7 separate regions of the Mus musculus genome follow, and regions 1, 2, 3, 5, 6 and 7 are each linked to region 4. A link is a contact called in public Hi-C, HiChIP or PLAC-seq and promoter capture Hi-C data. All regions are on one chromosome and are shown on one strand. The core of a region is the stretch at or near the end of the contact, and the rest is flanking DNA. Distances in the headings are between cores, read along the strand shown. Region 1 has its middle 23 kb from the start of Gm14461. Region 2 has its middle 42 kb from the start of Neurod1. Region 3 holds the start of Cerkl (ceramide kinase-like). Region 4 holds the start of Ube2e3 (ubiquitin-conjugating enzyme E2E 3). Region 5 overlaps Gm14461 (predicted gene 14461). Region 6 has its middle 38 kb from the start of Gm46751. Region 7 overlaps Gm14461 (predicted gene 14461).

Evidence for each region. Promoter capture Hi-C pulls out the DNA fragments that hold promoters and counts their contacts. A called contact is a pair of places that touch in the nucleus more often than the background predicts. HiChIP or PLAC-seq counts read pairs in DNA pulled down with a chosen protein or histone mark.
Region 1: a Hi-C map of Sertoli cells shows a contact between it and region 4, with 2.1 times the contacts expected there. The contact joins the enhancer-like site here to the promoter of Ube2e3 in region 4. A contact is called at or near these places in 3 of 39 promoter capture datasets (3T3-L1-derived adipocytes, the HPC-7 cell line and hippocampal neurons), 2 of 484 Hi-C or Micro-C datasets (Sertoli cells and cortical neurons), 5 of 115 datasets of contacts at active chromatin or transcription factors (astrocytes, bone marrow-derived macrophages, embryonic forebrain and 2 more) and 1 of 9 other capture datasets (macrophages).
Region 2: a contact with region 4 is called in a Hi-C map of cerebellum, with 2.9 times the contacts expected there. The contact joins the enhancer-like site here to the promoter of Ube2e3 in region 4. A contact is called at or near these places in 15 of 39 promoter capture datasets (the 3T3-L1 cell line, 3T3-L1-derived adipocytes, the C10 cell line and 11 more), 2 of 15 datasets of contacts at CTCF or cohesin (large pre-B cells and pro-B cells), 14 of 484 Hi-C or Micro-C datasets (Sertoli cells, cerebellar granule neurons, cerebellum and 9 more), 13 of 115 datasets of contacts at active chromatin or transcription factors (the 230-238 cell line, astrocytes, craniofacial prominence and 10 more) and 2 of 9 other capture datasets (adipose tissue and liver).
Region 3: a promoter capture Hi-C map of hippocampal neurons shows a contact between it and region 4, with 2.1 times the contacts expected there. The contact joins the promoter of Cerkl here to the promoter of Ube2e3 in region 4. A contact is called at or near these places in 4 of 39 promoter capture datasets (the 3T3-L1 cell line, the C10 cell line and hippocampal neurons), 3 of 115 datasets of contacts at active chromatin or transcription factors (bone marrow-derived macrophages, embryonic hindbrain and embryonic stem cells) and 1 of 9 other capture datasets (macrophages).
Region 5: a contact with region 4 is called in a promoter capture Hi-C map of second pharyngeal arch cranial neural crest, with 5 times the contacts expected there. The contact joins the enhancer-like site here to the promoter of Ube2e3 in region 4. A contact is called at or near these places in 7 of 39 promoter capture datasets (the 3T3-L1 cell line, cranial neural crest, embryonic stem cells and 3 more), 8 of 115 datasets of contacts at active chromatin or transcription factors (astrocytes, cardiomyocytes, craniofacial prominence and 5 more) and 1 of 9 other capture datasets (macrophages).
Region 6: a promoter capture Hi-C map of the 3T3-L1 cell line shows a contact between it and region 4, with 6 times the contacts expected there. The contact joins the enhancer-like site here to the promoter of Ube2e3 in region 4. A contact is called at or near these places in 10 of 39 promoter capture datasets (the 3T3-L1 cell line, 3T3-L1-derived adipocytes, the C10 cell line and 6 more) and 1 of 9 other capture datasets (macrophages).
Region 7: an H3K4me3 HiChIP or PLAC-seq map of embryonic limb bud shows a contact between it and region 4, with 4 times the contacts expected there. The contact joins the enhancer-like site here to the promoter of Ube2e3 in region 4. A contact is called at or near these places in 8 of 39 promoter capture datasets (the 3T3-L1 cell line, HPC-7-derived erythroid cells, cranial neural crest and 5 more), 5 of 484 Hi-C or Micro-C datasets (cerebellar granule neurons, cortical neurons, muscle stem cells and 1 more), 12 of 115 datasets of contacts at active chromatin or transcription factors (astrocytes, bone marrow-derived macrophages, craniofacial prominence and 9 more) and 1 of 9 other capture datasets (pancreatic islet).

The regions. Positions count from the first base shown.
Region 1 is chr2:78,213,312-78,216,011 of GRCm38.p6, forward strand. No RefSeq gene overlaps it. Among named protein-coding and RNA genes, the nearest start is that of Gm14461, 23 kb to the right of the region's middle. Within about 2 kb of position 1,385, at least 3 of the 459 cell types and tissues checked have an H3K27ac peak or open chromatin away from gene starts, as enhancers often do. A contact at or near this core is called in Sertoli cells and cortical neurons, where this site is marked.
Region 2 is chr2:79,497,738-79,500,437 of GRCm38.p6, forward strand. No RefSeq gene overlaps it. Among named protein-coding and RNA genes, the nearest start is that of Neurod1, 42 kb to the left of the region's middle. Within about 2 kb of position 1,409, at least 4 of the 459 cell types and tissues checked have an H3K27ac peak or open chromatin away from gene starts, as enhancers often do. A contact at or near this core is called in cerebellar granule neurons and cerebellum, where this site is marked.
Region 3 is chr2:79,427,562-79,430,261 of GRCm38.p6, forward strand. Cerkl (ceramide kinase-like) reads right to left here and starts at 1,427. Exons shown (of 13, transcript NM_001048176.1): 1 at 1,141-1,427. The coding sequence starts at 1,330.
Region 4 is chr2:78,867,543-78,870,358 of GRCm38.p6, forward strand. Ube2e3 (ubiquitin-conjugating enzyme E2E 3) reads left to right here and starts at 1,505. Exons shown (of 6, transcript NM_009454.2): 1 at 1,505-1,863.
Region 5 is chr2:78,245,887-78,248,678 of GRCm38.p6, forward strand. All of the region lies in intron 1 of Gm14461 (predicted gene 14461), which reads left to right. Among named protein-coding and RNA genes, the nearest start is that of Gm14461, 9.7 kb to the left of the region's middle. Within about 2 kb of position 1,300, at least 9 of the 459 cell types and tissues checked have an H3K27ac peak or open chromatin away from gene starts, as enhancers often do. A contact at or near this core is called in second pharyngeal arch cranial neural crest, where this site is marked.
Region 6 is chr2:79,596,038-79,598,742 of GRCm38.p6, forward strand. It overlaps a transcript of Itprid2 not described here. Among named protein-coding and RNA genes, the nearest start is that of Gm46751, 38 kb to the right of the region's middle. Within about 2 kb of position 1,259, at least 40 of the 459 cell types and tissues checked have an H3K27ac peak or open chromatin away from gene starts, as enhancers often do.
Region 7 is chr2:78,274,626-78,277,325 of GRCm38.p6, forward strand. The region is part of intron 3 of Gm14461 (predicted gene 14461); the gene reads left to right. Among named protein-coding and RNA genes, the nearest start is that of Gm14461, 38 kb to the left of the region's middle. Within about 2 kb of position 1,381, at least 3 of the 459 cell types and tissues checked have an H3K27ac peak or open chromatin away from gene starts, as enhancers often do. A contact at or near this core is called in embryonic limb bud, where this site is marked.

The DNA.
Region 1 (2,700 bases), core at 135-2,634, 650 kb before region 4:
TCTTCTCTGGCTTTCTTTACCCACTTTAGCTTGAAGGCAGCATGGAGGTCAGGAATCAGCAGGTGTAAGCGCCAGTGAAAATGGCTCTAACAGGATGCAGAGGAAAGCAAGCTCCAAGGGCCAAGCTAATTCTGTGAAATGCAAGTTAATGTCTACAGACACATTTAGAGCTTCGTTTTATGCCATCTAAAATAAACTGCAACAAAATCTGCCTTGGTACATCAAAAGATTATCCATCTTAAAAAATGGAGGTTAGTAGCCCAAAATAACAGTAGAAAATGAAGTTATATTTGTGTGAAATTTTAAGCGATTTCATTACTTCTAGATACATGATATTACTTTCTCTAATGCACCTGTGAAGAAAGTAGGGTAGATATTATTAATTTTCAGTCTATAATCTAAAAATAGACACTTAGGTGTGAGGCAATCTGTCCTGTCTCACAGGTAGATCCGGCACAGCAGGCTTCTGATATTTTCTTATTTTTCCTTTAATCATCTCTATATTCCTCCCACGGGCCAAAGCACACCCTCACCTCTTTGCCTCCGTGTTGAAGTTCATGCTTCGAAACCAACAGACTACCGGTTCCATTCTGTCCAGGTTTTACTGATTACTGCATTCAAAGCACTCTTTCTGCTCTCCAAAGCATTCTAGATATTGTTTTCTGTGTGCGACTTACTGGGTGTTGACGTCATGCTTAAAATAGAACCAAAGATGCTCCAGCTACTGAATCTGTGTTTTGGTCAATTGAAAACATTTTTGTCGTTGTTGCTGTTCATTCTTTTAAACTTGCTGATTTCCAAGGCTTTCCCTCAGTTAGTGAGTTTTTGAAAAAAAAAATGTTACTGTTTGTCTTTAAATTCCTTTAGGGAGTTCAATAGAATGCCTATAGTAAGTCCATACATACACAGTATCCACAGACAGGTAAATATGTTAAAGGTCAGTAATAAAGTAGTTTTTGTGTCATTGCTCCACAAATGGTGTCTGTCTAAATTACCCAGTTTTGTCAGCTGATGGTCCTGACCGTCTGCTTTACACGCATCACACTCTCAGCGTGTTGCTTTAGGTTGCAGCTGCTTTGTGTTCACGTTCTCAGTTCTGGTCACATCTTAAAGGTATGGTGATGTTCTATTCCACACGTTCCTATTTTTCTACTGATGTGGAAGCCTTCATTTGACAGGGAAGCTATTATTCCTTCTTCATCCGCATGTAAATTCTCGGGTTCCCAATGCCATGTTCGTATTTGATCTTTAGCATGCTCAGACACGAGAGATGTCATCATGAGCTCCCTCGTCTCCTGAGAGTTGTTACAAACTTAGTCTAAGGCTCCCAACTCAAGGCCGGCATGCTTCCCGTAATTGCAGCAAATTCTTGGCAGTCAACCTCGTCAAGCCCCTCATTCTGTCTGCTGCTACATTTGAGAATGCTGCCTTGTCATTCATGTGCAGAGCTGAGCCTTCTCAGGGTTTTTTTTTTTTTCCTACTAGCAGTGAGAATTTTATGAATTTTATAGACTTTAATGAAGACTTTGGGGCTCTTTTTAGAAACCCCATTGCACATTACAAAACAGCCTTTTTTGTTTGTTTTTGCTCCACATTCTCATCTATTTCATGCCTCTCTCCATTTCTCTCTCTCTCCCTCCCTCCCTTTCTCTCTCTCTCCCTCCCTCTCTCCCTCCCCCTCTCTCTCCCTTTCTCTCTTTCTCTCTCTCTCTCTCCTTCCCTCCCCCCTCTTTCTTTCTTTCTTTCTTTCTTTCTTTCTTTCTTTCTTTCTTTCTTTCTTTCTTTCTTTCTTTCTTTCTCTCTTTCTTTTCTCTCTATCCTGCTTATATTTTTAGCTTGTAAAACCATGAATTCCTCCAGTTGGGATAAATGTCACAAAAGACCCTGCAAATGCGAACCCACGATACATCAGTCTACATTATTAGACCCAAGCAAGTTTCCACAAAACACTCTTTTTGCTGCAAAACTACCTCCCCTGGTCATTTGAAAGCTCCCAGAAAAATGTTAAATTCATCAGGACAGATCGTCCAGTCCATTCTCCTCCTGTAATGACAAGAACACTGAGAAGCAGTGAAGTGTCTTCTAAGGACACACTTACTGAAGATGAAAATCAGACTGCAGACATGTGTGCTCCATCACCATGTTGGAGACATGTCACTGGTCTATGAGGGTTGCTAATCATAGACATTTAAGTTCTCTGAAATTTCAGTCTGCTCACATAGGTTCTATGGGAGTCAGTGTCTCCTACTTGGTTGCTAAGAAAAAACTGTGAAGGGTTCTCTCCACTTTAAGAGTTTATGCCAAGGATCTAAATATCTGGCTTATGTAATCTGATGATCTTTGATGAATAAAAATGCCAAAAAGATGTGCTTGGAGGAAAATATTAATTATAATAAAGTAGCTTGTTTGGAAAGAGAAAAATATTTAAGTGTGAGAAAATATTAGCATAAACATCTCACCAAAACAACCTGCGTTCTCACTTTTCCTTTCCTGTTGCATAAACACTATTAATAGTGTTGTAAAATTATGATCATGTTGGGGGGGGGGAAGGGATGCTCCTGCTTCTTGCCTCTGTCAATTGTTTAAAAGAAGAATTGGCTGAATCTGCCTAAGGCTCTATTTTATAAACTTGCTGCATCATATTGGTTTATTTATTTTTTTATTTTTTATTTATTTTTAAGGTGGTTGATTCTTGAGATT
Region 2 (2,700 bases), core at 159-2,658, 630 kb after region 4:
AGCAAGCAAGCAAACAAACAAAACAACAAAAAGAATATTGTGGGTCAGTGAGAAGCCTTGGTGGGTAAAGGCATTTGCTCACAAGCTGAATAACCTAAGTTTGATCTCTAGATCCTACAGGGTAGAAAGAGAAAACAAATTCCCTCAAAAATATCTCTGACTTGCACATGACCTCTGACTAGCACTCAAGCATAAGCCCACACACAAATAAGAAGATGTGCTGGCTAGTCTTCTGTCAACTTGACACAGGCTGAGATATCGGAACCTCCAATGAGAAAATGCCTCTCTCCATAAGAGCCCAGTGTAAGATATTTTCTTAGTGATTCATGAGGGCAGGGTTGGGTTGGCCCAGGCCATGGTGAGTGGTGCTATCCCTAGGCTGGTGGTCCTGGGTTCTATAAGCAATCAGACTGAGCAAGCCATGAGGAGTAAGCCAGTAAGCAGAACCCCTCCGTTGCCTCTGCATCAACTTCTGCCTCCAGGTTCCTGTCCTGTTTGACTTCCTGTCCTCTGGTTTAAATAGGAGCCAGGGAGAATCTAACTCATGTGATTTTTAAATGCTGGAATATAAACGTTAGAAAAAAAGTATAAGTCCAATAAACCCTTTCCTCCCAACTTGCTTTTGGCCGTGGTGTTTCATTTCTGTGATAGAAACTTTAAGACAATAAATAAATAAAATTATAATTAGGAAAAAAAGGTGTACAACATTTCTAATTGCTATAGAAATTATGATATATCAGAAGAAAAATAGCAAGTAATTATTTGGAATAATTATTTTAAAAAAGAAAGTACAGGGTTCTTTGAAGTCACAGATTGGGGATCTAATACACTCTAGGGGTTTTACAGAGTGGAACAATGTTCATGTTGAGATGGAATCACACCCATGAGCAGGGTAAATAGAGACTAGGTACTGTCTGTCACTAGGACAGCCGTGAGCTGCAGCTATTGCTAAAGCAGAGGCGGGTGCGTTAAAACACACTAGGGGTTGACAAGCAGGTTCATGATTAAGGGAGAGAACAAGAGGAATGGGGTGGCAATTTGAAGCTTAGGAAACGGGGAGCAGGTATATTGCAAAAGGTGTTGTAGGTTACTTAAGAGTTTGGATCTACCTGAAAGTACTGGAGAGCCAGGGATGACCAACAGGGAGATGAATGAATGATCAGGTCTATATTTCTGGAAGATCACTCTTGATGGAGACTGGAGAGCCCTTGGAGAGAAGGATGCTGCATAAGTGGAGCAGTTATCACCATCCGGTAGTGGTCCAGGGGGCAGGCAGCAGCACTAGTCACTATGGTAATGGAAAGGTGTGGACACACCGGAGATATTTAGGTTGACTGGATGTGGCATCATGATGGGAGAGGTTAGAAGACTGAAGATTTCATTCATCATTTCATTCTGGCTCACTCCACTTGATCCATGGTCATGCCACTGACACTGAACCCAGCATGAATAACAAGGTCAGAGATGTCTTGGGTCTCTTGGAGCCAGCCCAGCATCAATTTAACTCAAAGAAGAATTTTTTTTCTGCATTTTCTTCTTCTGCACTGTCCACCAAATGAAAAAAAAATAGAGACATAATCCAATCATATATTATTCCTTAGGTGAATTTGTTTAATCTTCACACTTTAAACGAGGAATATTATTTCTAAGCCACAGTCCCTGCAGATCTGTGTTCCTTTTCTGAGCTTGGCGATTTCACACACCAGCCTGAAAGATGCGGGCTTTTCTAAAGCTGAGCACGTGGCGCCATCTTCGGGACAGTTTGGCAAAGCCTCCTAAGCCAAGCTGACTGTGCGGTTTACACTGGAACTTTCCATCCAGCAACTCTGACTCCATCTTGTTCAGTCATTAAGCTGAGAGCAGTGTTTCTCCAAAGTCAAGTTGTGCGAACCGAGCCTTTGTCTCACAAGAACTGAATCTTAACACAGAAAACAGGAAAAAAAATGGAAGCAGATTTGCCTTCAAAATAATCATTCTAGTTTAGTGTCTGCACTCTGAAAAACAGGTTTTGGTCTTGGGGAAAAAAAAAAAAAACTGCAAGAGGAAATTAAGGCAGTGTGGCTGCAGGGTTTCTGCCTTCTTGCTCATCCTCTATGCACCTTCTGGCTTTGCTTGCAGGAGTTTTGCTCTGGTTTAAATAGGAGCCAGGGAGAATCTAACTCGTGATTTTCAAATGCTGGAATATAAACGTTAGAAAAGAAGTCACTCGAAACTTTGGCTTAGAAGATGTAATCTCATAAATGTATCCAAGCTCGACCTGAAGACTGAAAGGCTGTGAATAAGAAATCACTATTACACCAAGGGCTAGCCACACGAGGAAAATAACACTTTAGGAACACGATCATTTGGCTATGGTCTCATATGCTGAATCCAGATAGGTAAGTTCTAACCCCCAAATTATCTCTTTAGAATTTACTATCTTGATGAAATCTTCCCCCTGCTTCTTAGATGGAAGGCCTCCCTTGTGGCCCAGTCCTGAAATTAAGCCTCAGTCAAAGGCAACCTAATAACCTCAGCAGAAGGACTGAAGTTGAGGGCAGCAGACAACCTGGGACAATTCCCCGCCATGTAGAATTCAGAATGAATGTCTAGAGATTTGAGAGAGTAGGAACCTTCAAGAGGCCGGAATTCCAAAAGACTGCTATTTGCACAACTAGAGGAACTGCCCTTGCCTCATCACAGTCTGTTCTGAATCAAGTC
Region 3 (2,700 bases), core at 177-2,676, 560 kb after region 4:
ACAAATACATGTGCCAGGTTTCTGAGGCTCCTGGTTTAAATATCAGGTGTTAATTGCAAAGAAAACTAGTGTGCTCTGTATGAAGAGAAAGAAAACCAAGGGTCTTAGGGCAAAATTAAACACTTGCAAAGTTTGGAGTAATAAAACTGTCATGAGAGCTTTTCAAATTCTATTACCAGGAGTGCTAATTAAACCTCCTTTTCCTCAGTCACCACTCACTACAAAACAGGATTTCTTTCCTCTTGTCACTATTTGTCTTTGTGCTGTAGCAGTGACCTACAAGGGAGGGTGGGGTGCAGTATTGTTGCACTGCAGTCTCTAAAAGCTTGTAGCTTAAATTGGTTCCTTGGGCTAATCGAGATTCTAGTTACATTTATATTCCCCAACTCAGGCTGATTTACAGGTTAAAAGAAAGATCCCACATCCCTGCACCTTGCTTGTAATATTAAAGAATCTAAAGAATCGGGAAATACTTCTTCACCTTGGGCTTTCAAAGGCCGTGAAAACATTTTGCTTAAAGCCCAAAGTAGCTTTGCTTGAGTGAACAGCACTGCACATGTGGCTCAGGTGGAATTCACACTCCTCACTAATTCTGGTCCCTGACTGGATGGTTTCATTTAGTTAGACGTTTGGACAAGAAACTTTCAAACAATGACTTTTCCATTCTATGACAGACTGTGGCACAAGGAGTATTTTTTCCCTCTGAAGGTGGGGGGAATCAGCTGTTTTTAATTTCATAAACTCGTAGCTAATTAAAACCAGACTGTGAACCACATTCTACTGTTCTCCAAGACAGGTCTAACTGAAGCCGACCTGAAATATTTCTACTGCAAATTGCAGCATCGCATTTTCTTGTTTAAAAAAAAAAAAAGAAAAAGAAAAAAAGAAAAAAGACTTTAAGTCAATAGAAGGTAAGTTTAAGTAAAGCACAAATCTGTGGTGTGATATTCTATAGAAATTCATTAAAAATCGGGTTTCAAAACTTGTTCCCGATGGAAGGGGAACTGCAACTTCCTGGTTTGCAATCACAACCCCTACAGGAGGCTGGGGGCGGAGGGTCAGAGGGGTGTCGGTGGCGGCAGAAGGGCGTGGCGGCAGCAGGGTGTGGGGGGCGTGGGAAGGTAGGGGGCCGCCACTCACCAGCCGGGAGCTCGGGCTGGATGCGTCGCCACCGCAGGGCCCGCTCGCCCAACGCCACATCGCAGCTTTCCCTCCGGATCTCGAAGATGCCACGCAGCAAAACCCGCTCGGGTTCAGCAGCTGCCTTTGGGTTCTCCGGAGGCGCCTCCTCCAGGGCGCCCACCCGGCTCCTGCGTCTCCCCCGGAACATGGTGACGCGGTGCTGGGCCGAATTGGGGAGCCACCAGAAATCTTCGTGGGAAGGAAGTGTGGCTACAGCCACTGCCTGGGCCTTGTCCCACGCTGCCAAGGCAACCAAAAGCTCCTGAAGGAAGGCGGGGCGGAAGGGAGGAGCCCCGGGAGCTTTCTCTTTTGCCCCCAGAGAGGGCCACTGTCCTCTCTGGACCATGCTGCTAGTATGAATTTTCCTGGCTGAGCTCCGGGAGTTTGCCAGGCATCCCCCAAATTGGATTGCTTAGGCATCACCTAGTCTCTTGTTAAATGAAGTGCAGGTTCTTGTCAGATAAATCTAAAGAGAATCCAAAATTCTGAGTTGTGGCACAAGCCTTCAGTTCCAGCACTCAGGAGGCAGAGGCAGGTGAAGTTGAGTTCCAGACCAGCCAGCGCTAAATAGTGCGTTCTACAGCCGTCGGGAGCACGTGTAAGACACTGTCCAAAAATAATAAAAAATAAATAAATAAATAAATAAATAAATAAATAAAAAAAAATAAAATTGAACAGTAAGAATCTGCTTACTGGGTGACTGCAGAAGTTGCTGGCCAAGAGACACAAAGGAGTTTCAGTGCGCAAGGCTCTGTCTATCTTCTCAGGGGTGTCCTCTGAGATTCCCCCAAGGAGCTACATTACCTGTGTGACTACATCTGTTTGACTGCCCAGGAGTAAGAGTAAACCCCTGATTTGCATAGACAAATGTACACCTCACAAAGTTGATATTACCTTCAATCACCTCCATAGTGTAGTGTATGGATCCCTTAGCTCTACCTGGATGCGACAGCTGCAAACTGCAAAGAGCAGAGCTTACTCACCCAAACTTGACCATCATGCAAAAGGAGGCCTCCAGAGCTCACCGTTAACTTCCTCCTGGTAGGAGGGGCAGTTCTCCCGCTGTGATTGCACAATAGAGTGGCCCGGGGAGGGCGGTTGCTGTTTAATCCAGTTGTCCTGGCCACATTTCAAAACGATCAATTTGCAATCTCCAGGGATGGAATCCAGGTTCCAGAAATACTTCCCTCTGAAAGTCTAGGATTTAGGCTGAGAATTGCAATCAGAAAACAAGAGCCTAGTGTTTTTGCAGACTAGGCAAGTAAAGAGGTTTTGTGAAGTCCTTATATGAGGGGGTGGTCAGGCATTGAAGGGTGATTTAAAACTGGGGTTTCTGTACTATTACTTAAGGATTCCATCCATCTTCCACTAAGTCTCTCATAGGCAGCCACTGGTAGGTAAGAGCTGTGCCAGTTCCAGGAAGAGTTCACTTCTAGAGTTAACATCCTGAGTTCACAGCTGTCTGGCAGACTCAAGCTCCCTGGCATTTTAAAAACTTGCTGAGAGCCAAGGCAAACA
Region 4 (2,816 bases), core at 255-2,754:
CAATAATGGGGTCTCTTTCCAGTCACTTGGCAGAGCTCTTGTCGGGGAGGGAGTAAGGAGACGGCTCTGGACACACGAAGCAGTTTATGTGCTTAGCATATACCAGGATATAGCTCGCTTGTGTAAGTTCACTGAATCTGTATCTTTGAAACGTTACAGATGTGACTTATTTATAGTTTCGAGTATTTTTTTTTTCTTTTTTTTACCAAAGCTCTTCTATTTGGAGGAAAAATAGTATGTTGGCTCACTTCTTTTCATTTTCCTTTCTCTTGAGCATTGGCTCATGTCTTATGGCTCCGCCATTCTAGTTTCTTCTGTGAACTCCTCCTCCCAGGACCCCTGGCCCTGAACACTCTTGAGAGAGGAATGCACAAATTCCTTCGAGGTTCCATCACTGGAACATGGTCTCAGGAGCGGCAAACAGGAAGTTTCTGGACTTCTGTCTATTTTGTGCTTGGGGCAAAACTGGACTCCACTTGGAAGATTCCGCAAAAAGCAAGGCAGGAGTAAACCAGCAACCTTCCTGATTCCTATCTAAAACTTTTAATGAGGACAGTGTCATATAGAGTCAGTCCCTCCATGGCTTCTCTATCCAGAAGTGGTCTCTCTCTCTCTCTCTCTCTCTCTCTCTCTCTCTCTCTCTCTCTCTCTCTCTCTCTCTCTCTCTCTCTCTCTCTCGCAAAGCAGAGCCCGCCGCCAGACACATCGGGTTATTGCCCCTAAACTTCCTCACTCCACTTTTTACATCTTGAGCGGGACATTTAAAACACAGTTTGGGATTTTGTAAGTTTCCAAAGCGTCCAGAGGGCAGTCCCCTTTTGGCAGCGCCATTGCAGGACGGGAGCCAGAGATTAGCCGAGGTAGGTCCCCTGGTCTCAAAATCCTATTCACCTCGCTCAGAAGCCCAGGACTCTACCTTGCTACTTCCTTCAGCTCAGAGGGGCCAGAAGCAGCTTTCCTTTGCCTGCGTGCCTGGCCTCCTCAATAACACCATTCATCGCCTGCCTCTCGGGGCACCGGGGAAGCCCCAGTCACGCGCCAGGGTTCTCGCTCAGGTACGGGATTCCCGGGGTAACCGCCGGCCCCTAACCTCAGGGGCGGGTAGTCCACTGGGCAGCGTCGGCCCGGAGGCGGGCTCAGGCCGGAAGCCACCCGCGGCCCCGCGAGACCGCGCCCCCGCCCCCGCCTCCTCGTCCTCCTCTTCCAGTACGAGCTCGGCGGCCAAGGGCGCAGGGGCCAGCCCGCCGGTCCCCGCCGCGCTCTTTGTCCCGGCCGCGCGCGGGCGGACGCGTGCGCATCTGCCCCCCCGCCCCCCAGCTCCCCAACCTCCGCCACCCCCCGCCCGCCACCCCCCACCCGGCGGAAAAAAAAAAAAAAAGAAGGCGCAGCGGGAGCGCGCTCGCGCGGGGGCGCGCGGGAGCCGCTCGCGCCCCCTCCGCCAGGCAAGCAGCGAGCACGCGCGCCGCCGCGCCCGCCCCTCCCCCGCCCGCCCGCTCGCTCGGAACTTGCTGACTGCGCGACCGGGAGGAGCCGAGCCGAGCCGAGCCGAGCGCAGCGGCGGGAGGCTGAGCGCGCGGGGGGCTCCCGCGTCCCTGCGCCTTCGCCTTCGGCCGGCAGAGCGCCCACCCCACCGTGGCTCCCGGAGCGCGGGGCGGCGCCACCCTCCGGCCGCAGCGCGGCACTGCACGGCCGCCTGCGACTTTCGATGTTCCACACTCCCGGGCCGGAGCCTCGGCGGCGGCTTCTTTTCCCGCCCCCCCGGTGCCCCCCCCAGGCTGCCTCCATTTCCTCAAGGAAGGTTCCTCGGCGCTCTCCCTCCCCCACAGCGTAGCGGCGCACGAGCGGGCCGGGCGGGCGGCCGAGGTAAGGCGGCGGGGCCGGGGCCCGCGTGGGGGGCGGCGGGGGCGGGGGCGGCAGCTTTGTTCGCGCCGGGCGCCGCGCTCCTCAGTCCGCCGCGCTAGTCAGTCAGCGGCGCGGGGCGGCGGGTCCCGCATCCCCCGGCGGGCGGGCGCAGTGGCGCGGTCCCCTGCGCGGCCCTCCCCACAAAGGACCGCGGAGCTGCGTGGCCCAGTGCTCGCCCCGGGGCGGGCCGCGCCAATTTGTTGCACTTCTGGGGGTGGGGGGTGGGGGAGGGCTTTTGTTTGTTTGTTTGTTTTGCCCTCGGGGTTTTGGCCGCTTTGCGGATTTTTTTTTTTTTTTTTAAAATAACAAAATGTCGGTCGGTGAGGGAGGAATTGAGCGGGGAACGTCGATGGCACCGGGAGCTTTGCAGAAGGTGCAGTTTGGAGCCTGCCCTTCCCCGGGTGGCAGCTCGGGCTCGGCCCGGTGAATCCTCGCCGCCGGCCGTGGGGACGGCTGTGGGGCGGCTGCCAGTTGATTTTTTTTTTTTTTTTAAATTCGAGTGCTGTGTTCAAAGGCTTTCGGTGCGCACGGGAGGACCCCGTCACCGTAAATAAGCATATGGGCGACTAACGGGGTATGTTTTTCCTCTGGGAAGGAGGATTTGATCGCTCAGACCGGTGTCAGCCTGTAAATATTTAGACGGTATTAGTGACTTCTGAACATTCTCGGCGAGATCTGTTATTTACAGTTGTCATATGTTATTAATGCCCGTTGCCCAAGTTCCCTGGCAAATCTGTTTCATGCCTTCTGAGAAAGTAGACAATTGATAGATTGTCCAAGGGATGGGAAAAAAATGTGAGTGGGTTTTCCAACTTGCATTTTGGTAAATCCCTCAACGCCTGCATTATAAATTATGATACGTATCAGATTCCCTGTAACGTGCTGCACCCTAAGTACAGGGACTTTCGAATCCT
Region 5 (2,792 bases), core at 50-2,549, 620 kb before region 4:
GCCTGGGTGAAGACTTCCAAACAGAGGGTGTAGCAGGCACATGGAGCTTAGAAGAGGTACATACTTGCAAAGAGGTACATACATACAAAAGTCACGATGGCTGAAATATGGTGGGAACTTGAGGAACCAGGCTCTGAAATTAGTTCCTAAGGGACAAAGCAGACCTGAAACCCCCATGAACAGAGCTGTGAGTGCTGGAGATGTAGCAGACCCACTGTGTGCTAGTGCTGGAGCTAGAGTGGGCCTACTGTGTGCTGAAACAGTACAACAGTTGTGTGTTGAGGCTCTGCCCTTTAAACACATACTCTGTTCCTTGTGTGAATAACAACTGCCACTTGTGTGATAGGATCATTTTTTAATAACTTAAAGCTATTTTGCTCCTGCGGGGATGGAACAGAGCACCTTTACATACCCCACATTCTTTGGAGTTTCAAACACCTGGTCATCATTTTCTATACTGGGTCACTGGTCATGTATGTATCATTATCTTGTCAGGACTTCTCTTCACTTAAATAGGTAATTATTGTTGACGCTGGCTGTAAAAACCAGACATCTGTATGGCTTCCGAGAGTCGGCCTGTCAAAGGCAGCTGTTGTTTAGAACCGTCTTGCTGGAAAATTAGATACAATGTAGACATAAGTATTTGAAGAATTGAAACTGTTCCAAATTTATGGCCACTCTCAGCACTAAAGCCTTCTGTCTGCATTACAGTAATGTTTGGCTGTGTGGCAGGGATCCTGAGCCCTTCACATTCTGCCTTTGCCTGGAGCTGCAGTCTGGTCAGGTGTCTAGGCTCCAGACACCCTTGTCGACCTCAACACTAACATTTTGAGTTATCATTTCTTCAAACAGTATAGGAAGGCTCCTTCTTAATCATCCACACTCATTTTCTCTGACTATGCCAGGCCATGTTGTCTAGTAAAAGGCACTTTCTGTTACATTTTTTAATTTGACTTCATGGTACTTACATCAGTCTCTGATTTTAGAATGTTTGTGTGCATTTACACATTCACTACACATTTCCTTTTCTTTAGGTATAAGCTCCATGAAGACAAGAATATGCCTGTTTCCTTTACTACGTTCTTAATGAAGTTTGCTGGACACCTGAATTCACCTGTGAATGTGTAAAGGCTCTTCCTCATCACTCTTCTTTCAAGCTTCAAACCTTCTAACACTAACTTGTCCTTGCCTGGCCTGAGAGCTGCCATGGTGGCTGAGAGCTCCAAGCTTCCCCCGATGGATTCTGGAAATCTCTCATCCTGGTTTTCCATGCCAGTTTCCCCTAAGTTCACAAAGAGCTGCACCTCAGTGGCTACATGGAGTTCTAGCTAGCATGCTCTTGGCTGTGTGTCTTCCATTAAGAGTCTTGTTTCTGATACACGGCTCATGGATTCGTTTCCTTCGGGTAACTGAATCTATTGGATGGCTCTGAAGTTTCTGTCACTTCCCAATGGCATTTGCCTTTCCCGGCCACCATTTGTGTCTGGGTGTGGGTGTCACAGTCAGCTTTGGGGTTTCCTAACAGTGAATTTCCAAGCCTGTTGGAAATTCCTTTCGTCTGTTTTTGCTATTGTTACATCTGGCTCTCATCGCTTATAAATCTCACAGTACAGTGTTAACATGATGACTTCCTGGGAATCATTTCTTGCCAATCTATAACTAGAAAATTCTCTTTTTATTTGCTTTTGGTTTTCCATGTCCATGGTTTTTCATTTCTTCCTGTTGATCCATTGTGTCTCACCCTGTGCGTGTGAAGAATTCCCTCGTGAGTTTCTTTCCTGTCTCTCAGCTAGTGCTCACATTATGTGCCTGAAAAGTACATTTTTTACTTTTGTTTTTTGAGAGATGGTTTTGCTAGATATTTTTTTTCAGGGTTGACAGAATTGTTTTCTTTTCAGCGATTCACAGATGTCACGCCGCTGTCTTTCACTTCTCATAGCTTCTGACAAGAAGTTTACTCTTCTACTCATCTATGTTCTTAGGCTCGGACACACCTCTCTCCTGGCAGCTGCGAGATTTCCTCTTTATCTCTGCTTCACTGCAGTCTGCCTACCATAGCTTGTATGTTTGGACTTACTTTAACTTTGTTTAATTTTCACTAGGTGTTTATCTTACTCCTAGGTTTTTTGTGTTTTGTTTTTTGTTTTTGATTCTTGGTCATATGTGTTGTGAGTTTCTTTTAATATAGCCTTTGTCTTTCTGTCTCTTCTGTCCCTCTTGCTTTCTCATCCTCTCTTGTGACTCTAGGTACCTTTGCTTATGGCCGACAGCTCAATGATGTGTTTACCCCCTCTCCACTTTCCTTCAGTGAGCCTGGTTTATATTCATCTGTCTTTAGATTCAGTGAGCTTTTAGAAGTAAATTTATTACTGCATCTGCATTTAAGGTTTATTCCAGCTAGCAGATCCCATCTCTGATAAAAAAAAATTCTTCATTTGCTCATGCACGGTGCCTCGTTTCCTACTATGGCTTTTAACATAGTCCTCCACTCTTTTTCTAGCCCCAGGGAGAGCTAACCTTTGGTTCATGTCTATTGTTCCTTCCATCTATATAGTTCATCATCTTCTAACTCTATTTTCTTCATTTTTGTTTCTTCTAATTTTTTACTTACCTGTAAATGTCCCACATAAAAGACTTAAAAGTGACTAAAAAATAATTCTTATATTGGGTCACTAGAAGTGGGGGTTAGGCTTTGTTTTCAGTATGCATAAGCTTCAACTTCTCTAGTATTGGCCACCATTGCTATGGCTTAAAGCGAAGGTTATGATGACACATTCAGTCCTGCTTTCTTA
Region 6 (2,705 bases), core at 9-2,508, 730 kb after region 4:
GGCCCCTTGGTCTTGCAAACTTTATATGCCCCAGTACAGGGGAAACACCAGGGCCAAAAAGTGGGAGTGGGTGGGTAGGGGCAGTGGGGTGGGGGGAGGGTATAGGAACTTTCAGGATAGCATTTGAAATGTAAATGAAGTAAATACCTAATAAAATATGGGAAAAAAATAAAAGAAATCTGGGTAGTAGCTATTGGTGTTCTTGCTTTGTACTTATTTAGTAAAATGTAACCACTTGTATTTATAATCTCACTCAGACCATATGGTTCACTTCAAATGAAAAAATATTTAAGCTTCAAAATGTGCAAATGCTAAGCTGCAAAGTAGGGGTGAATTTTCCCTGGGACAGTGAACATCTGCTGAAATAACTTGTCCAATGGAGCGGTCGGTTGTTTCTGTTGGCTTTCTCTCTCTCTCTCTCTCTCTCCCTCCCTCTCTCTCTCTCTCTCTCTCTCTTTCTCTCTTTTCTCTTCTATTCTTTCTTTCTTTCTTTCTTTCTTTCTTTCTCTCTCTCTCTCTTTCTTTCTTTCTTTCTTTCTTTCTTTCTTTCTTTCTCTCTCTTTCTTTCAACTTAAAAAAAAAGATTGTTTAACCTTCACTCTTGTCATCTTCCAAAGCAAGAAATGGTTTCTCTTGGGATCAAGTATTTCTAGAATAGTAACATAGCCTTAGCTTTTATTCATTGTTTTGTATTTTCGATGACGGCTAAGTGAAATTTTGAATATTGCTTGAAAGACCACAAAATTCACTCTGGTATTTCAAGACCCCTTAAATCAACTGCAGCACCTTTCAAATCTAAGGGTTGGAGTGGTAATTTTTACTCAGCAGGAGTCAGATTTTAAATGAGACTGGCTTTTAAGAAAGACCTCATTTCACTTGTTCTTTGTACCCAAAGGCAGATGAGTCTGGAAGAAAAAAAGATCTCAAACCTTAAAAATAAAATACTCCCAAAGGTAGAGTTCAATAGCATCCTGGAGATAATGAGAGGCTAAGTAGAACTGATAAGCTGGACTCAACTCCTACCAGTCTTGTTCCCTTTGTAACTTTTAGGCATCTATTTCCCCAGAGAAAGGGAAGGCAAGACACTCAGAGCACTTAGTTTTATAATGCATAAGAAGTCAGTGGAGAAGAACTATCAGAATTCTCTGGGTAAACCAGTTTGAATTAAAGATGTTGCTTTTGTCTCTGTGCTTTAAAGAGCCTCAGGACCTTGGGGATTACATCAAGAGCAATGAGTCATGTCTGAAAAGGGAAAGAAAGGGTGTCAAATTTCATGCTTATTCATAAGCCAAGGAATTGTTCCCTGTGTTCCAGTGGAGACAGGATCATGAGGAAGACCTGAGAATCCAGGATTTAAGTGTTGAAAGGCCCTATTTGCTATAAAAGATTGATGGAATGGAGCCCTTCATATAAAAACCATTCCTGGTTCTTTTCTTTAATTTTTCTTATGAAGCAGTTGAAAATATAAAGAAAAAGTTCTAGTACTGATCAAAACTACTTTGTCGCTTGCTATATATTTGCCAGTCCATTAAAATCTTTAGCCTTCTTTGGCACAGAGCCTTCGATGCTTGTAGAATGGAGAGTCTTTTTCTTTTGAGTGAACTGTTAGAATCTTTTGGATGGCAGTCAAACACTTCTGTAATTTCCTTCACTGTTTTTAGCTTCTTCTGGCATTAGTGATTTCAAGTATGTCTCTGGAATGTCAGGAAGAGTCCAGATACTATTCTAAATGTTGTATTTTAATGCTGTTTGTTGTAGATAATTCAGGAAGCAGAACTTGGCATTAGGCTATAGAAAGCTTTTTTTTTTCATCTCCACATAAAATGTAAAATCTTAATAAAGTGCTGAATGGAGCTTTTGATCAGTAGCCTATTTGTGAAAGTAGATTACAGAGGAATTTTATCTTTGTCCATAGGCAGTAACAGATTTATTGGCATGGGAAAGGTGAGCAGCCTGATTTAAGGAACACCAGAAGCTGGACTTTGAAATGACCAAACGGCCTAAACTGAGTGGAATTATTTTATTCTGGAATATTAACATTTCAGTTCCCTTCATTTCTATTTTTGAATAATATTGATGAGATTTCGAAAAGGAACTTAGGTTAATTCCCGCTTTGACTCATCTACACCGTGAAATTCCATCAGTGCTATCTGCTTTGAGTTTCACAAGCTTGTGTATGAAGTCGGTTGTGCTAACACCAACTGGCATAGGAGATAAAGACCCAGCAAGGACAGGCCTCGTGTGATCACTGCCTACAGAATAAAATCATTCGCAACCAATGATTGTTTAAGGTTCCAAGGGATACTTATACCTGCAGTTACAGCACAGCTCTGGCTACTCTGACCGTGAGTGGGTCTTGCTTGCCCTTCTCATCAGGAATCACTGCAGAATCAAACAAAGGATGAATTCTTTCCTAAGAAGCTTACGACTAACTCAGGTTTCTACAAGTATTCCAGGAACAGGATTCTTTCTGGTTACCAAGGTTGTAAGTGTGATTTTGATTTTGGCCCAAAGACTTAAAAACTAAACCCCATATGTTGTCCTACTTGTTCTGTGAGCCAATAGTCAATATTCCTTCCTCCTCTCCCCTCCCCTCCCCTCCCCTCCCCTCATTGTATTCTGAGACAACTGATCTGAGGGGTTTTTTTTTGTTTGTTTGTTTTTTGTTGTTGTTTTGTTTTTTGCTGGCTTACCTGAATTAATCT
Region 7 (2,700 bases), core at 131-2,630, 590 kb before region 4:
AACCCAATAATTTCTTTTAAATAAATTAATTAATAGACTTGATCGAAACACAGTTTATTAGGAAACATTGGTTATGCATAGCTCCAATCACGTGGATACTGCACACCCAGCGTTAACTAATCAGTTGTTTGATGGACAGAAATCTGCCCAACATCAGTACTATTGAAGGACTCTATGGTGGGAGATGATATGCAAATGTTATCTTCACAGTATCCGACTAGCACGTTTCCAAATTTTTATTTGCACAGTTTATAATTTATCAAAGAGGAATGAAAGCCCTTCTAGATTCTGTTTAATATTTTGACAGATAATTCATGATATAACAGGATTTGCTAGATGAATGCCCACTACCCACTTGCAAAGAAAGCACAGTTTGCTCTAGTTGCTTGGCACTGGCTGGGAGGAATAAGGGAATCAGGAATCTGTCGTCAGGAACTTCTTTTCTGTTACTTGGGGAGGCATGTTAATTTGAGATAACTTTAATCTGGAACTAACACAGCTATAGGTGTTCACAGGTGACAATGAGCAGTCTGATGATAGAGGAAAGACTTCAAAAGGAGGAATTTAGGACCACATGGTTACAAGTAATGACTAATTTACTTTCCTTATTATTTTACTGCAGCTAGTTGAGAATCTAGAGTCAGGGTCCAGAAGTAGTCAATGCTCACAGGGAGGAGATATTCAGAGCAGACGAATGCCATGGGAGGGTCCTATAGACACGTAGTAAGTCTTGACTCCAGAAGAAGAAAAGAGGGAAGGAAGAGGGAGACTTATGGACCAAGCAAAGGGCAAGAGAACGAATGTGGATATAAGATCCAAAGCAAGGATTTGCTCCAATAGGCAATCGTGCAGATAATCTGTATTCTTCCTATTTCTGGCAGAATCCGAGCTGGATGTGACCAATTTTATTAGCAAATTCATACCAGAATGTGATTATGTTCCTCTAATTCCTACATTTTTCCTCCAGATTTTGTTATTATTATATATGTAAATGGAAAATTATGTGTCAATCAACAAAATGAACTAAATCCTTCCTAAGTTGGTGTGAAATCGTAAATATGTTTGGAAACAATACTTCATGCTGGCTTTTCATAAACAATTTGATATCCCCTCACAGTCTGCATGAAGCTGCTTTGCTCGCCAGGGAGATGGAGAAAATACACAATATTGTGGCCTCTGGTCCTGAAATAAAAATACTGGTTTGATTAAATGCCAGTTGGTTGTAAACGATAACCCACATAAACAGTAGGAAATCATTACGCTTAAGCAGTGAATTCTAATTTAATTTTATGGCCTTTGGAAAGAAATCCCTCAGGCCAGTGAGCAGAAGCCAAGCAATGGTGACTGTGCTGGGGATTCCAGGATTCCAGCTCTGTTGGGCCAGCTCTGGGGTGCCCTAGCCCTGCCCAGGGTAACCATCCACATCCGTTCTTTCCACTGTTCTTCTGATGGGGTCATTTTATGGTTTGTCCATACCCGTGAATTTTCCCATTTTAAGTCTATGTGTTTCATCTGTTTTATTGCTGCATTTAGAATGCCCCCACGAACTAAGTACTTCTACACCACCATTTAATTCTATGTAACCGGTTTTCTGCACCCCTTCTTTGTAAGAAAGAGAATTTCCACATTTTATTGTGTGCGTGCCATACCTTTTGCTTGTCATATTTACTTTGAAAGTCTTTTCTTTTAAACATTTATTCTCTGACAGTGTCATATAAGTTTTGATGTAACTGGATCATATACTCTTGTTAGTCTCGTACTCCCCTCTCACTTCTGCTAAATGTCTGCTTGCCCCTAATAAATCCCCCTCCTATTTTCATGGTTTTTAAAAGGGTTTGTGATTCATTGAATTTATTAGGGTTGCTCACATGAGCATATGAGGAAGAGTGTTTACTGGAGCATGTGGAACTAGCAGGTGGCTATACCAGAGAAGAAAGTGTCCCACACCAGCCCTTAACAGTCAACATGTCCTTAAGGAGAGCTGGGGCCTCTACTTTCTCCCTCAGCCCCAAGGAGAAGGCAATAGGATCTGAGCAGAAAAATCACTGCTGCTGTGATTTTGTGAGCAGATTGTCATGTCTTGTTTAGGACGTGGCTCCTTTGTCCCTCTCATCGGTTCCTACACTCCTGCTGCTGCTTCTCACTGAATGTCCCCAATGCTTTAGAGGTGGTATAGACATGTACTATTTAGGGCTAAGTTTGCATATGTAATCATTTGATTTGAGAGGAATTCCATTAGACCTTAGCTGGGGGATTCTTCTTCTCCTTTATAAGATGTTTATCTTCTGGGGTCACTGCATGATGTCCACTTGGTATCTTGGCAAGTTTGACAAGAACGAAGGAGGATTTCCTCAAAAGCCTGCTACACTGAGGCCCATAGGTCAAAGGCTGAGCTCACATACTTTGTCTTTTCCACATGATTACATGTATATTTTAGTGTGGTCTCTTCAGCGTGGCTGTAAGTGTCTCACAAGGAGACTTGGAACTAGAATAGGCCAAAGCAGAAGCTGCCATCTTTGTAAAAGTAAGAAAGAGGATGGAATACCATCTCTTTCACTGTACAGATGGGTCAAGATAGTGATAGGCTAGTCTAGGTTCAAAGGGATGGTAAGTATATTTTATGTGTTGATTAAAAAATATTCAAAACTTATTTAAATATAATATGTACTTTTTGTATACATGTAATATTATAATGTATAT